2 separate regions of the Mus musculus genome follow, and region 1 is linked to region 2. The links are chromatin contacts, called in public Hi-C maps. All regions are on one chromosome and are shown on one strand. Each heading gives the region's core, a stretch centred on a gene start, on an enhancer-like site or on the middle of the called end of the contact. The rest is flanking DNA. Distances are from core to core; before and after follow the strand shown. Region 1 has its middle 22 kb from the start of Gm46242. Region 2 holds the start of Twist2 (twist basic helix-loop-helix transcription factor 2).

The links. Hi-C and Micro-C count contacts between places; a contact is called where the count stands out from the background.
Region 1: a contact with region 2 is called in a Hi-C map of uterus, with 2.1 times the contacts expected there. The contact joins the enhancer-like site here to the promoter of Twist2 in region 2. A contact is called at or near these places in 5 of 39 promoter capture datasets (the 3T3-L1 cell line, 3T3-L1-derived adipocytes, the SN4741 cell line and 1 more), 1 of 15 datasets of contacts at CTCF or cohesin (the NIH/3T3 cell line), 10 of 484 Hi-C or Micro-C datasets (the 3T3-L1 cell line, 3T3-L1-derived adipocytes, adipose-derived mesenchymal stem cells and 3 more), 5 of 115 datasets of contacts at active chromatin or transcription factors (double positive thymocytes, embryonic fibroblasts, embryonic forebrain and 2 more) and 1 of 9 other capture datasets (adipose tissue).

The regions. Positions count from the first base shown.
Region 1 is chr1:91,854,451-91,861,706 of GRCm38.p6, forward strand. No RefSeq gene overlaps it. Among named protein-coding and RNA genes, the nearest start is that of Gm46242, 22 kb to the right of the region's middle. Within about 2 kb of position 4,046, at least 58 of the 459 cell types and tissues checked have an H3K27ac peak or open chromatin away from gene starts, as enhancers often do. A contact at or near this core is called in 3T3-L1-derived adipocytes, adipose tissue, adipose-derived mesenchymal stem cells and 4 more, where this site is marked.
Region 2 is chr1:91,796,661-91,803,438 of GRCm38.p6, forward strand. It overlaps Twist2 (twist basic helix-loop-helix transcription factor 2), which reads left to right and starts at 4,801. Exons shown (of 2, transcript NM_007855.3): 1 at 4,801-5,489. The coding sequence starts at 4,967. The coding sequence ends at 5,449.

The DNA.
Region 1 (7,256 bases), core at 2,796-5,295, 57 kb after region 2:
ACATTGCCTGTACAGACGACCTGAGTGCGTGTGGTTCCCAGTGCCAGTCTCTGGGTGGTACACAACTGCCTATAGTTCTAGCTCCAGAGGAGTTAAAATTTTTTTTATTTAAGACATTTACTTTGCATTTATTGTTACCATTTTTTCTTAGCACTACCGTGTTCTCTCTCTCTCTCTCTCTCTCTCTCTCTCTCTCTCTCTCTCTCTCTCTCTCTCCATGGATACACTGATCAAATAAGAGATACTGCAGGAGCACAGGGCTGGTTCAAGATTTTTTTTTTATTGGATTTAACTCCTCCATCCACAACATGGAACTCTTACCTGGTGCATTAACAGAGCCAAAATCCATAGCTTTGTGAGGTCTTAGATCTTAAGGGAGAACCTACTACCATTACTCTACTAAATGGACATCAATAAACTATCTTCAAGTTCTTATCTTTATACCCACAGATAGTATGCCTCTACCCTTTACCAGAGAGACGTTTTACCATAGATGACAATACAGACACCCACAATTAATTAAGAGACCATGGAGTATCCAGCTACAGGGACATGGAACAGCTATATAACACCCTTATCCCCACAAGGCTCAGGCTCATGAAGGAAGAAGGGACAGAGAGCTTATAAGAGCCTGAGATAGTAGACATTTGCAGTAAAACGTTACTTGCTGGACACAACAAAACTATCACACACCCACAGCTGGATAGAACAGGACTGTACTGGTTGGTTTTGTGTCAACTTGACACAAGCTGGAGTTATCACAGAGAAAGGAGCCTCCCTTGAGGAAATGTCTCCATGAGATCCAGCTGTAAGACATTAATTAGTGATCATGATGGGAGGGCCCCTTGTGGGTGGTGCCATCCCTGGGCTGGTAGTCTTGGGTTCTATAAGAAAGAAAGCTGAGCAAGGCAGGGGAACAGCCCTTCATGACATCACTCCTCCACGACTTCTGCTTCAGCTCCTGCCTCCAGGTTCCTACTTGGAGTTCCTACCCTGACTTCCTTTGATGATGGGCAGTGATGTGGATGAGATAAACTATATTTTATATTTTTATTGATACTCAATAGGAAATGGACAAAAGCTATGACAGACATATCAATGGAGAGATTCTATCGCAATGAAACACCACCAGCCACTGGGGAATGAATACCAAGTGTCTCTTCACACTTATCAGAACAGCTGCACACAGGGGCATCCTCATCTCTAGGGAGAGCATCCTGGAGGTTTCTCACTTACAGGAACTTAAAATGAGGCAGCTTCTCTGGAAAGCAGTTTGGATGGTTTTGAAATTTTTAAATACCTCACTACCCTGTGACCCAGCGACTTTGCTCCTAGACAAGTATCCTACAAGTTTGCTCCTGGACATGGATTCTAGAAACTCCTGCTCACAGATGTCTTCAGTGATGTCCTATATTCAAGACAAATTGTGACATAAGCTGAGGTACATTCACGGAACCAAATCTGCCTCCATCATTGAAAGGAACGACTGCGGGCAGCTGGGATGAGTCTCCAGAAAATTACAGTGTGTAGAACAGTGAACTCCAAAAGACTGCATCTGGACAGTCAGGATTATAAAGCATATAAACCGTAGACCCAGGGAACAGAGTAGCCGTTTCAGGGAGCAGGGAAAGACGGGGAAGGGACCCCTGAAGGGTAATGCCAAAGGTCTGGGCATGAGAGAGACCTGGAAATCTGAACTGTCACGCAGGGATGGTTGAATGCTCTTCTCTGACTGCAAAAGGTCCCATTTGCTGTCCCTACTCAATACAAGATGTTGCCATTATTTGACATTGGGTAGAAGTCACATGGGACCTCTGGGCACTATTTTTTTTACAACTGCCTGTGAATATACAATTATTAAAATTCTTAATTAAAACAAGCAATGCTGTGTGAAGATACAATTCATAAAGGGAGTGCTGTCAGCTGTGAGAAACTGTCTCTGCGTTGCCATTGCCATGATGTAGAAGAGACAGTGAAGGGGCTAGAGATTGCTCAGTGGTCAAGAACACTGGCTGGTCCAATGGAGGTTCACAACTGCCTGTCACTCCAGTTTCAGGGCAATCTGATGCCCTCTCCTAGCTTCTGTGGGCACTCCATGCACATGGTGCATATACAAACGCATGTGAACACCTATACACATTAACTAAAACTAAATAAAGGAGAGTGACTCCCATGGGGAAGCTGGGGCTCAAAGGCAGCTTCAGTGTTGGGTGATCTGGGATTATGACTGCTATATGATCAATAGAAGGCCTTACAATTTAAACATCTTCTCAAATCTTCTCCCAAAGTTCCTGTGCTTGCTGGCAAAGCTTCTCCACCACTGCCCTTTGTGAGACCCAAGAGAACAAGGGGACGTAGTCTGTGTGCTTTTCTGCCCTGCTTGTCTGTCAACTCTCACCCCGTGGGGACCTGACCACATATGCGTTCCCTCCTGAGTCTCTGGTCTCCAGCACGCTGCTTGGCAGATAGGCCCATCTCTGTCCCTGGCTGAGTTGTTAGCCCTGTGTGGCCTGGTGCTTTCATTGGCTGTCCCTGCTCACAGCAACATTCTCTGCACTTGTACTTTGCCCAGCTGTCAAGATTCAACCATGGGGTCCCTTCCTGGTCTAAAGAAGATTTATTCCCTTCGGCTAAACAGCAAGCTGGTTCTTATCTATAGGCAAAGTGTTTACAGGAATGGAGGCCGAAGGCAGACAGCCTGTGAGAATGTCATACTCTGGACGTCACCCAGATGACAGGGCTCTAGTTCTGATGCACAGCAACACACTGTACCAGCAGACTCAGCTCCTTGTCTGCCCAAGACCAAGTTCTACTGGGAATAATGTCCACACTTGCTGCTCAGTCTTGGCTCCTAAAGGAATCCCAAGCTGTGGGTCCTCTGTGGCCTCCCAGGTCAGATCCATAGCCAGAATCTAGTCACATGGCAGGAAAGGCTCCAAGCTACTTCTCACTTGGAGAGAAAATACACCCTTGAATTTGCTCTCATTTTTGGCACACTCTGCTTCTATGTTGGATAAGAATTACTTGTGCCTTGTCAACCTTCCCCAGCATGTGACTGAAGCAACGACCTCTGCTCTCCTTCTTACCACCCAAGCTTTCAAGAAAAGGTTTGGTCAGCCAAAATGGCCCTTCGTGGTTGGGGCCAGATGGATGCTGTGACTTCCAACCTAGGTGGTGGCAGATCCCTGGTCATGGACTTGTGATCTGGAACAGCTGAGTCACAGCTCGGTGGGAGCCTGCCTTGCGTGTGTGAGGCCCTGAGTTCAAGCACCAGAAGGTTCTGTTGGTCTCCAGCAGGAGAACTGTGTAAGAAGCCATGCCAGGTGCCCCTGTCAGCTCTTCTGGGGGACACACAATTGGAGCCTGGAGCCTGTAAGTGAATACAGAGACAGGTGGGGGGGGGAATAGGCAGGCAGACAGACAGACAGACACAGAGACACAGCAAGATAGAGACCAACAGGCACGGGGGGAGGGGGCACACCGACACAGATCCACAGATATGTACATACACACAGTGAGAAACAGAAACACAGAGAGAGACGAACAGAAGGACATACAGAAACAGACACACACACATAAGCAGATAGAGAGGAGACACAAAGACAGACTCACACAATACGTAAGACACACATACACACACACACACACACACACACACACACACACACACACAGGGGGTGGGGGTGGGGGGCTAGTAAGATCTCTGACCATTATCTTGCTGACCTAAATCCAGAGCTGCCTTGATCAGAGGCCGTTCCCACTGTGAGGACCTGAGACACTTTGTTAGGGCTGGGAGAGGGTTCTTTCCAGCATGAGTCACTGTCCGCCTCTCTTCCTTAATTAGTGCTCAGGGACTTGCTGTTGTAACTCTAGTGAAGTCCACGGAAATTAATCAAAGAATATCTTAGACCTTAAATACAGCGAGAACTGCCACCAGGCCAAATCCGAAGGCACTGGGACCTGCATGGCCCAGCGCTCCCCTAGAAACTGAGCTTGAGCCTCCCACGTGTCCAGCACTCCCTGTCCTGGCACTTCCTTCCTCGGGGTTTACTTTCTGGAAGGTTTTCTACTTGTTTTTCCAACTATGGCAATTTCTCAATCTACTACATACCACAATCCTCAATAAAAACGGTTCTCATGGAGCCCTGGTCCCGAGGGCTTGGCAAGTATGGCTTCTTGGATGTGGTCCCTGTGTGTCTACACACTCTGGGATGCAAAGCACAGGGGGACTCTGTCCACACTCACATGAACCCCACCCTTGCTAATCTCCAGAAGATCAGCCAGTCTCATAGGTGCCAGAACCAGGGGTTGGCGTGGGAGGTGCCCAGCAAAAGGGTCCTGTGGTTCCAGTTAGTCCCATTGTACTTAAGAGGCTGAAGATATAGTAGGACCACATCCAGAACATGCAAGAGAACAGACCCACAGTTGTAGCATCCAGACTAGGAAGCTGTCTCAGCACCTACAACAACCATCCCAGCTGATCACCCTTCATCTGCAGTGCCCAGCCCAGCAGGCCACCCATAACCTATAGCACCCAGCCTAGAAGGCCCTACTCCACACCCAGCACACAGCTCAGGCACTAGCCTCATCACCCACAGTGCCCAGACTGGGCTGTCTGGAAGCCCTTCTCCCACTAGACTGAAGCCCTCCAGATCAGGACCACTCTACCCATTTCACCCCAGCATCCTCAGCCCCAGCCAATCACAGACCTAGGGGATCAAAGCGCAGACACAGAGGCACATGGACCAGCTTACCCTGCAGAAGCACTGTCATGATCATGATACAATTTTTCTATAAAGCAAACCCCAGCAGAGCAGAGGGGAGAGGTGTGAAATACTGACAAGAAAGGAAGGTGCTCCCACGGAGCCACAGGGGATGACCAGGAATGTAGAGTCCAGCCAAAAAGATAAGTTCACATGGCCTTAGGATCCCCCATAAATCTTCACTGTCTTCATGGCTTGGCTCCTGTGTTGAGTGTAGAGCTTGCCGGAAGTCTTAGAAGGGCTTTCTGCCGTACAGATCTGCCCGTGTGCATGCTCCATCCACAGGGCCAGGCTGGGTCAGTGGGGAAAATGAAGGGCATTAGAAGTTGTATTGAACAAGGCACCCAGGTGGAAATGACAGCCACTGACCAATGGGGTCACTTTGGGCAAGCAGGTGAGCCACTTGGGGTGCTCAATTTACTACTAGGACTTGTGCCAAAGAATAAACAAACCCTATTTGAGGAGATGGAGAGCACCTCCTAGTATTAGGGTTATTAATGGTGTAGACATGGTATTGGGGGAGGTGTTTATGTCCTAGAAGTGCTCTAGTGACAGGCATAAGGCAGACTGAGTCCCCAGAGCAAGAGGCAGAAAGGGGACACACCGAGCTGAGCCCCTGCGCTCATCCATGCAGATGCCCACGGGTAGGAAACCTAGATGCAGAAGACTGGCAGCCACACTCACTGTGCCTTCCGCTCTGTCTTCTCTACCTTGTGCCTGTTGCTATTTACTAACTTAAAAGCTCGTAATCTGAAGTCCTCTCCTGATTGTTTTTCTTACATGTATGTTTTCTTACATGTATGTTTGGTACATGAATATATATACATGTCGCGAGTACACGTGTGTGTAGGCCAGAGGAGAATGTCAGGTGTCTCCCTTTATCAGTCTCCACCATGTTCCCTTGAGAGGATCTCTTTGAACTCAGAGCTCTGGGTTTTTTCACCCAGCGCTGGCAGCCAGCAAGTCCCAGTGATTCTTCTGTCCCTACTGTTATCCTAGAACCTTAACCACTATAGATTGTAAAGTCACTTCCTTGACACGATCCAGTCACCTATACTATAGGACAGGATAGGATAGGATAGGTTTCTTCATCTTTGCCCAAGTTCTGAGCTTATCTTCAGTAGAGAACAGGTTTTCTACCCAGGTATATGGGCCGTGTCTGGATACAGCTTGGTCGTCTCCAGTGGGTGAAGCCAGAGGTGCTGCTGACCTTCCTGCAAAGCTATGGTGCGTGACTCATATCTTCTAAGTGCATTGGCCTGGCTGCCCAAATTGTTATCTCTAAGCCTAGCCCTCTGCTCCAGGCTGACCTATGTTGAGAATAGAAGGATCTCCTGGGTCTAAGCTCAGCTGGCATGGGACCTTGCTGGAGGGGGAGGAGCAGAAATGGATGGAGAAAGGGCAATGAGCAGGAAGCTAAGCTCTGTCTCTGCTTACTTCACTCTTATTGCTGTGAAGAGACACTGTGACTAAGGTACCTCTTAGAAAGAATGTCATTGGGGCTTGTCTATAGTTTCAGAGGTTTTGTTCATTATTGTCACCGAGGGAGCAAAGTGGCATGTGGCAGACAGGACACTGGAGCAGTAGCTGAGAGTTTCACACCCTGATCCACAGACAGCAGGCAGAGGGGTTGGAAACCTCAGCGCCCACCCCCAATGATGCACTTTCTCCCACAAGGCCACGCCTACTTCAGCATAGCTGCGCATCCTAATCCTTCTCAAATGGTTCGCCAACTGGGATGAAGCATATAAATATCTGAGCCTACAGTGGGCATTCTCTTTCCAATCACTACACAGGCATTTCATAAAATCTAAATCCAAACAGTCACTGGAGTAGAATCAGCGAATGTTTACGAAATATGAACTAGGAAGAGAGCAACTCTCGCACTGGTAGTAATTGAGCACACATCAAAAATGTCAACCAAGGAAAACCAAAACCAGAGTTGCACACAGCCACCCTGACCACAGGGCAGGAGACATGCCGCAGTCATGAACACACTGACAAGATGCCCTTTCGTTCCACATTAAAGTCACATTCCTGGGTAACAAACAGATCAAGGAGTGGACAAAGCCTGTGGTAAAACATGGTTTAGGTTGGAAGATTTTAAAGTTATACACCAAGAAAGATGAAGTGTTGGTCACAGTTGTGAGTAAAGGGATTTCCAGGGCTTTGAACGCTTTCTTCAGCAAAACAAAGAATAAAAAAGAAGAAGAAGAAAAAGGAAGAAAAGGAGCTAACAATTCTACTGTCTATGACCTTAAGAAAGTCTAAGGAATCAGTGAAAAATATAACCAAAGTACAAGTGTCTTTAAATATAAAGAAAGTTCAGCCAGCTACCAAAGTCAAGAGTTCATCCAAAGAAAATAAATTAGGGTATTTGGAACTGATCTTGAATGGGGCCTCTGAACCACAGCCTGTTGACACTGGGGCCTGGTTGCATCTGGGGTGAGGGACACTCGCTCCCATACATTGCAGGCAGATCTGCAACACGTC
Region 2 (6,778 bases), core at 3,551-6,050:
CCAATACCACTGAACCTGGCACAGTCACTGACTTATCTCTTCACATTAAATATCAACATCTGCTTTCTTTGTCTCTGGAAATCTTGACTCCCAAACACATGAAATATGACTATGAAAGCTGACATAGAAACAGTGGCAATTTTATTCATTCACTGGAAACATGAATACCGAGAAGTATCTTAGTTGTCTTTCTTATCCACCTAACAGAATGCCTGGCAAAATGTAATTTAAGGGAAGAAGGGTCTATGTTGGCTCAGCAAAGGAGGGCACGGCAGCCAGCTGGCTAAAGTCAGGAGGCAGAGGGAGACAGTGGTGTTCGGCTTGCTTTCTCCTCTTCAAGAGTCTCAGCCACTGAGAAAGGTGCCACTCATGTCAAGGGAGACCTTCTCTCTTCAGTTAAACCTCTCTGGAAAAGCTGCCAATGTTGCCAGAGGCTTGTCTCTTAGATAATTCTAAATTCCACAAGTCAAGGCGGTGATGAGCCAAGAAGAAATGGGAGGATGGAAGGGAGGATGGAAGGGAGGATGGAAGGGAGGATAGAAGGGAGGATGGAAGGGAGGATGGAAGGGAGGATGGAAGGGAGGATGAAAGGGAGGATGGAAGGGAGGATGGAAGGGAGGATGGGAGGGAGGATAGAAGGGAGGATGGAAGGGAGGATAGAAGGGAGGATGGAAGGGAGGATGGGGATGTTTCCACCCTGACACTGGGCTCAATCCTGGTAACACCGAAAACACAGGGATAGCATCCTTTGCTTAAGGTCGTAGCACACAGCCACTTGAAGGAGTTCTAAAAGCAGAATCCTTCCTATCTATAGTCTGTAGCTTGGGCATGACTCTATCCTTGGCAGCTGCTGTGACGCGGAGGCAGGGGATTGGCTCTAGGATGCTATCACTTTCTGGAACTTGTCAGGCTCCTCTCTAGGAATCAGTCAATCAAGGTGGGACTTGCTTCAACCTGGGTGAGAAGCATATGAGCTCTGGCCAGGCAGATGCTCGCTCAGGGAAGGTCCTGGATGCATGCAAATCCAGCTAGGAAGGGCACCACCTGTGACATAGCATTGTTAGTAAGCAACCAGCATGATTCCCAAACAGCTCTAACATGCAGCAAAGCAATTCCAAAGACTCCTGCGGTTAACAGAGATGAGCTACCAGCTTGACATAATTCTCAAGAGCTCACCTCTGGAATTAGTGCTCCTATAGACAAGGTGCCCCATTCAGTGCCTGCTATGTCTAACGGTGATTCAAAAAGGAAAGTACACAACCTCTCCTGCTGTGCAAATCACTGGTGAGCCACCGCCAGGAACAATGATGTAGAAAGAAGCAAGAAGGCATCTTCAACCTCTTGATAAATGCCACAGATCCCGTTTTTGTTTGTTTGTTTGGTTGGTTGGTTGGTTTTTGTTTTTGTTCTGTTTACACAAACACTGGTTTCTGTCACCTACTTATGCTTCTTTGCCTCTCTCAACTCAAGAGAAAGTAATAAGCCACCAGTTCCCCAGTAGCTCTGTTACATATCTGATCTCACATCTCACCTCTTAGCTAAGTCTGCGGAGCCCACAGGTAGGCTCAGTGCACCTGAGACTTGCAGTAGCATTTAAATGTATACGTTTATCACTCTTTATATAGCTTTGGGGGAGGGGGAATGTGGGGAAAAATTTTCCTGAGTATCAAGCATACATTTTATTATCCCAATAAAGCTCACAAGCTGTCTGACAGTGGCGTCCCAGCATTGAAGACCATCCCCAGGTCACAGCAGCAACAATGTCCCTAACACCCAGACAGGAGCCATCAAGTTCACTGTGAAAACAGAGTGCCTGGCCCTACTCATTGGCTGAAAGAGAGCAGGCAATAGAAGAAGCTTTCAGAACTCCAGGTCATATTTTTTTATTTAATAAATTGAAGTCCTGTGAAACAAAGTACACATTTTTACATATACGAAAAGAAGCGTTGACATGATTTTTCCACATCGATAATGAATAAATATACCAAGAACTGCATGTGTGCCCATGGACCCTTATTGCATGATATTTCACACACACGTCTGAGTGAGCCTGGGTGGTCTGGTGGATACCCACACACAAACACATTTTGTTCCTGTGTTATTAATACTTCGGTTTTATTAGCCTTATTAATGACTTGGTTTTTAAAAGAAAAAAAAATCAGGTGATATCAATAAGCAGAGTATTATTTCCCAAACTGGCTCATTTTTCATCAGTGCTTCATTTCAAAACTGAATAGAGAAGGCTGCTCACCACCTTCCCGCCATCCCGGTCCTAACATAGGGGAGGCTCTGGTGTGTGTCTGTGCCTTCTTTTTAAGTTTCAACTAAGGCAAGAGAGAGGTTTCCAAATTCCACCAGCAAGAGTTTTTTCCTCAGGCTCTTTACACTTCTGATTTGTTAAAAGTGTTTAAAATAGAAAAGATCAACATAGAAGAAGAGCAAAAACCTAAGTGAGTTGCTGGCTGGGAATTTACAACTGGCCCCAGGGGAAATCTTTAATGCTTGCTCCCAGGTCGGTGGTTCTCAACTTGTGGGTCTTGACCCCTTTGGGGAGCCCACATATCAGTTATCCTGAATATGGATATTTATGCATGTCTGATATAAATATCAGATATTTATAATACTATCCATAACAGTAGCAAAACTACAGTTGCTAAGTAACAATGAAATAGTTGTATGGTTGGTTCGGGGAGTCACCACCCATGAGAATCTGTATTAAAGGGTCGAAGCATTAGGAAGGCTGAGAACTACTGTCCTATGTAAAGGGGAGCCCCCATTCTGAGTGGCAGCTCTATGTTCCATGCAATGTCCCCACCCCCATCCTCTGGCTGAACTGAGCCCGGGCAGGCAGCTTGAGACCTACCAGGCTTCTTGGCTGGGCTGTTTTCCTTTCCCTCTCAACTATGACCTCTGCCTGGTGGAGGAAGGGAGGAGGGGAGAGGAGAAGACAGTGAGAAAGAGAAACACAGACACAGGGGAGGGGGTGGCTGCTGGGCTGGGCACCAGAAGGCTTCTGTTGGGAAAACACCCTTTGGTTACAGAGGGAGGACAGTATCACCTGATTTATTTATTTAAGCCGGACTTTAAAGGGGATCCAGGTCAGGAGATGCCTCACCCGTTTGAGTGATACACCCAAACGTGACCCAGCATGCCTGCACCCTATGCCTTCCACCCGGAAGTCCCAGGAAAGGCCGTCTCATGCAGGCAGGAAGCTGGGATCTGGATGCGGTTTTTTGGTCCTTAAAGGAACTTTGAATTTTTAAAAGATGAAGGAAAGGGACATTGGATAAAATGTGGCCTTCCCAGAAGGCAAGTCAGCCTGGCAATGGGCACTGTGGCTGAAGGAGACCTTTAACTACCCTTCTGAAGCCTGAGAATGTTTAAGGAGCCACAGAGCTGTGACAGTCCTCTGTGAGTGGGCCTGCTCTCCACAGAGCATTGTTCCAGTGGTGCGTGTTGCATGTCCCCAAAGGTGGAGAGCCCAGGCCTTTGGTGAGGGGGCAAGAAGTGGCATACACAGCTCTTCCAGCTCCTTAGACAGTGGTCTCAACCCGAGGGCCCCACATCGGGGGCCCTCCCCACTGCCCCCAGGAGTGGCTGAGGCTGTAGCAGTCTCTGGCCTCAGGTTCAACTTCAATAAGACCTAGTTAGCCCTTGATCACAGGGCTTCTCTGACAGCCATGCTCAAGCCTGGCCTAGTTGAGCCCGGGTCACCTGGGAATAGGTTCAAAGGCAAGGAAGCTGTAAACCACCTCCAGGCCCCAGCTAGAGCGGCCTGGCGAACAAAGAGACCCCAAGCACTTCAAACGCGCTGGCTGGCGCTCGGCGCTCAGAGTCCAGATGGCAAAGGGCCGGGATCCGTGATGTCTGTTCACCAAGGCCTGGCCCAATGTTCTGCAATCCTGAGCCCTCCTGCCCTGCCCATCAGTGCCCAGGGCAGGGGACTTCAGACAGGTTCAGCCTCTCCCTAGTCTCAGTGTTCTGGGCCCACCACCCGCCTGCAAGTGAAGCACAGTACAGAGGCTGAGGCTGAACCCCAAACCGGGATCCAACACTCAGGGCAAGGTCAGGTAGGCAGGCATGGCGGGCACATGGGCGCTCCCGCAGAGGCTCGCTGTGATGCCTAAGCTATAAAGCATTTAGGGGGCAGGTTCTGAAAACGTGTCCAGGCTGAAGTAGCCCAGAAAATCGGGATTGAAAAAGGATCTCCAACTTGCATACTGGCCCGAGCCGGGCGGCGTCTCTATAGATCCTAGAGGCGAGATCGTGGGGGTGGACATCTCTGCCAACAGGCGAGTATCTGCCCTGCCCCGGGTCGTGGCACTCTGCCTGCACAGCTCCACTCACTGCGGGCAGGATCGCGTTGCAGACGCCGGAGGTCTCAGTGCGCGCCCCAAGAGGCTCCCAGCTGCGTCCTTGGTCCACGGAGCACATCTGGGCTTGGACTTGCCTCCTCCACCCCTCGCAGAGACCCTGAACCCTGGCAGGGCCAAATCTGCTCCAGGAGACTCAGACAAAGGCAGGCACCGTTGAACTTAGAGGTCAGCACCGCTGATTAGCGGCCCGCGCCTGGGGTAGGAGCGCAGGCTGAGCGCGCGGATCTGGCCTCCGAGATGCGGGCCACAGTCAGGGCCGAAAAAAGCGGAGACAAAACTGAAAGTGCCGCCCGGGGGGGGGGGGGGGGGCGGGGGCGGCCGGCGAAGGCCCCAGAATTTGTCCTGCCCCTGGCCACGGTGGCCAATCAGCGCGCCGCCCTCGCTCCTGACAGCTATTTAGCAACCCAGCCGGGATAGAGTTTCCAAAAAAGTTAGAATAACTTCCTCTCCCGGAGACCTCGGTTTTGCACAAGCCGGCCTCGAAATCAGAGCCTTTGAGAGCGACCCGGGAGCCTGTGCTCGGCGGCCGCGGGCTTGGCCAGTGGCGTGCGCTCGGCGCCCCCCAGCCCCACGCGCGCCGGGCGGGCGCCATGGAGGAGGGCTCCAGCTCGCCGGTGTCCCCCGTGGACAGTCTGGGCACCAGTGAGGAAGAGCTGGAGAGGCAGCCCAAGCGCTTCGGCCGGAAGCGGCGCTACAGCAAGAAATCGAGCGAAGATGGCAGCCCGACCCCGGGTAAGCGCGGCAAGAAGGGCAGCCCGAGCGCGCAGTCTTTCGAGGAGCTGCAGAGCCAGCGCATCCTGGCCAACGTGCGCGAGCGCCAGCGCACCCAGTCGCTCAACGAGGCCTTCGCCGCGCTGCGCAAGATCATCCCCACGCTCCCCTCTGACAAGCTCAGCAAGATCCAGACGCTCAAGCTGGCCGCCAGGTACATAGACTTCCTCTACCAGGTTCTCCAGAGCGACGAGATGGACAATAAGATGACCAGCTGCAGCTACGTGGCTCACGAGCGTCTCAGCTACGCCTTCTCCGTGTGGCGCATGGAGGGCGCGTGGTCCATGTCCGCCTCCCACTAGCGCCGCGCCGTGCCATCCACCTCCGGAGCCGCAAGCCAGGGTAGGTGCTGCGTGTGGTGGGCATCCACGACGCACGGGTGGGTGGGCGGACGGGCCAGTGTATCTCTCCTCGTGAAGGTACCTCAGGCAACCGCACAGGGATGGGGTGAGCTTCCTCACCCTGCAAGGGTTGGCGCGACCTGAGAAAACTCTCCTACCCCGGGGGCACGCCCAAGGTCTTTTGCCAAGGGTATCCGTTCGGAATCCACCCGCCTGTGGTTCCCCATCAGGGTCCAAATACACTTATTGGACAAATGGTCACTTTTCATTTTTGGTGGATGGGTATCTGTGGGTGACTCTGTGGGGAGCGGTTGTCAAAACGTCTTCCTTAGGCCAGCGGAGGCCAGGAGATGCGATGCCCGCTGGGTTGTGGCCGACCTGTTGCCTCGCGCTCATTCTATGGAGCTGAGGAGCCCACGCGTGGTACAGACAATCCGCTCTTTCTGATCCGCAGTTCCGGCCCGCGCCTTGGATGCTAGGGCGTTCAAGCCCTAGCCGGCTCAGTACGTAAGATGATGCTGGCCCCTGGCGCGGCAGAGAGGTTTCTGTTCAGCGCTGGGGCTCCAGGTTCACAGAGGAGCAAATCTCTGGGCGCCAAGAATGCAGTAGACCCTTGTCGCCCCAAAAGTATGGAACCCTCAAGCGCCCAGGCCTGGGTGGATGTAGCGGCTTGGAGTCTCTGGCTGCCTGCAAGCAGGTGGATCGTATTTAGAGTTGTGTGCTTAAGTACCACCATCCTTGAACTTGGAAAGACACAGAGGCAAGGGATTCAGGCTGGGTAACAGGTCTGAGTGTGCGGTGGGTGTGGATGAAGAAGCAGTGTGAGCAGGGCCTTGCCTGGGAAGAAGGCAGCTCAGCACAGCTGAGCACCGGATTGGTGTTTCAGAGAGCGTTTATCATGTCCTGCACCCGCTGCTTAGCAGACACATCCCAAATCCCCAGGCAGCCCCAGGGGCAGTATCCTGCAGGCTCTGCTTCCCTGAGGCCTTGCTTAGATCTTCGAGGGGAGCGTGGTATAGAAAATTCTTCCCACTTAATTTTCCTTCGTTTTTCATGCATCTTGTGTGTTTTTTTTTAAATGAAAGTCTCCGCTTAACACAGAAAGAATTTGGATTAATCAAGATTAACATGATTATCCATTGTCCCAAACATCTATTTACACTTTTATAATTTTATAATATCTTGAAAGTTGCTGCTGTGGCCACAAAATGTTGGTCTCATACAGTGGGTTTGTTTTCTTTCTTCCTTTCCTTTCTTACCCTCTTTCTTTCTTTTTTTTAAAATCCTTTA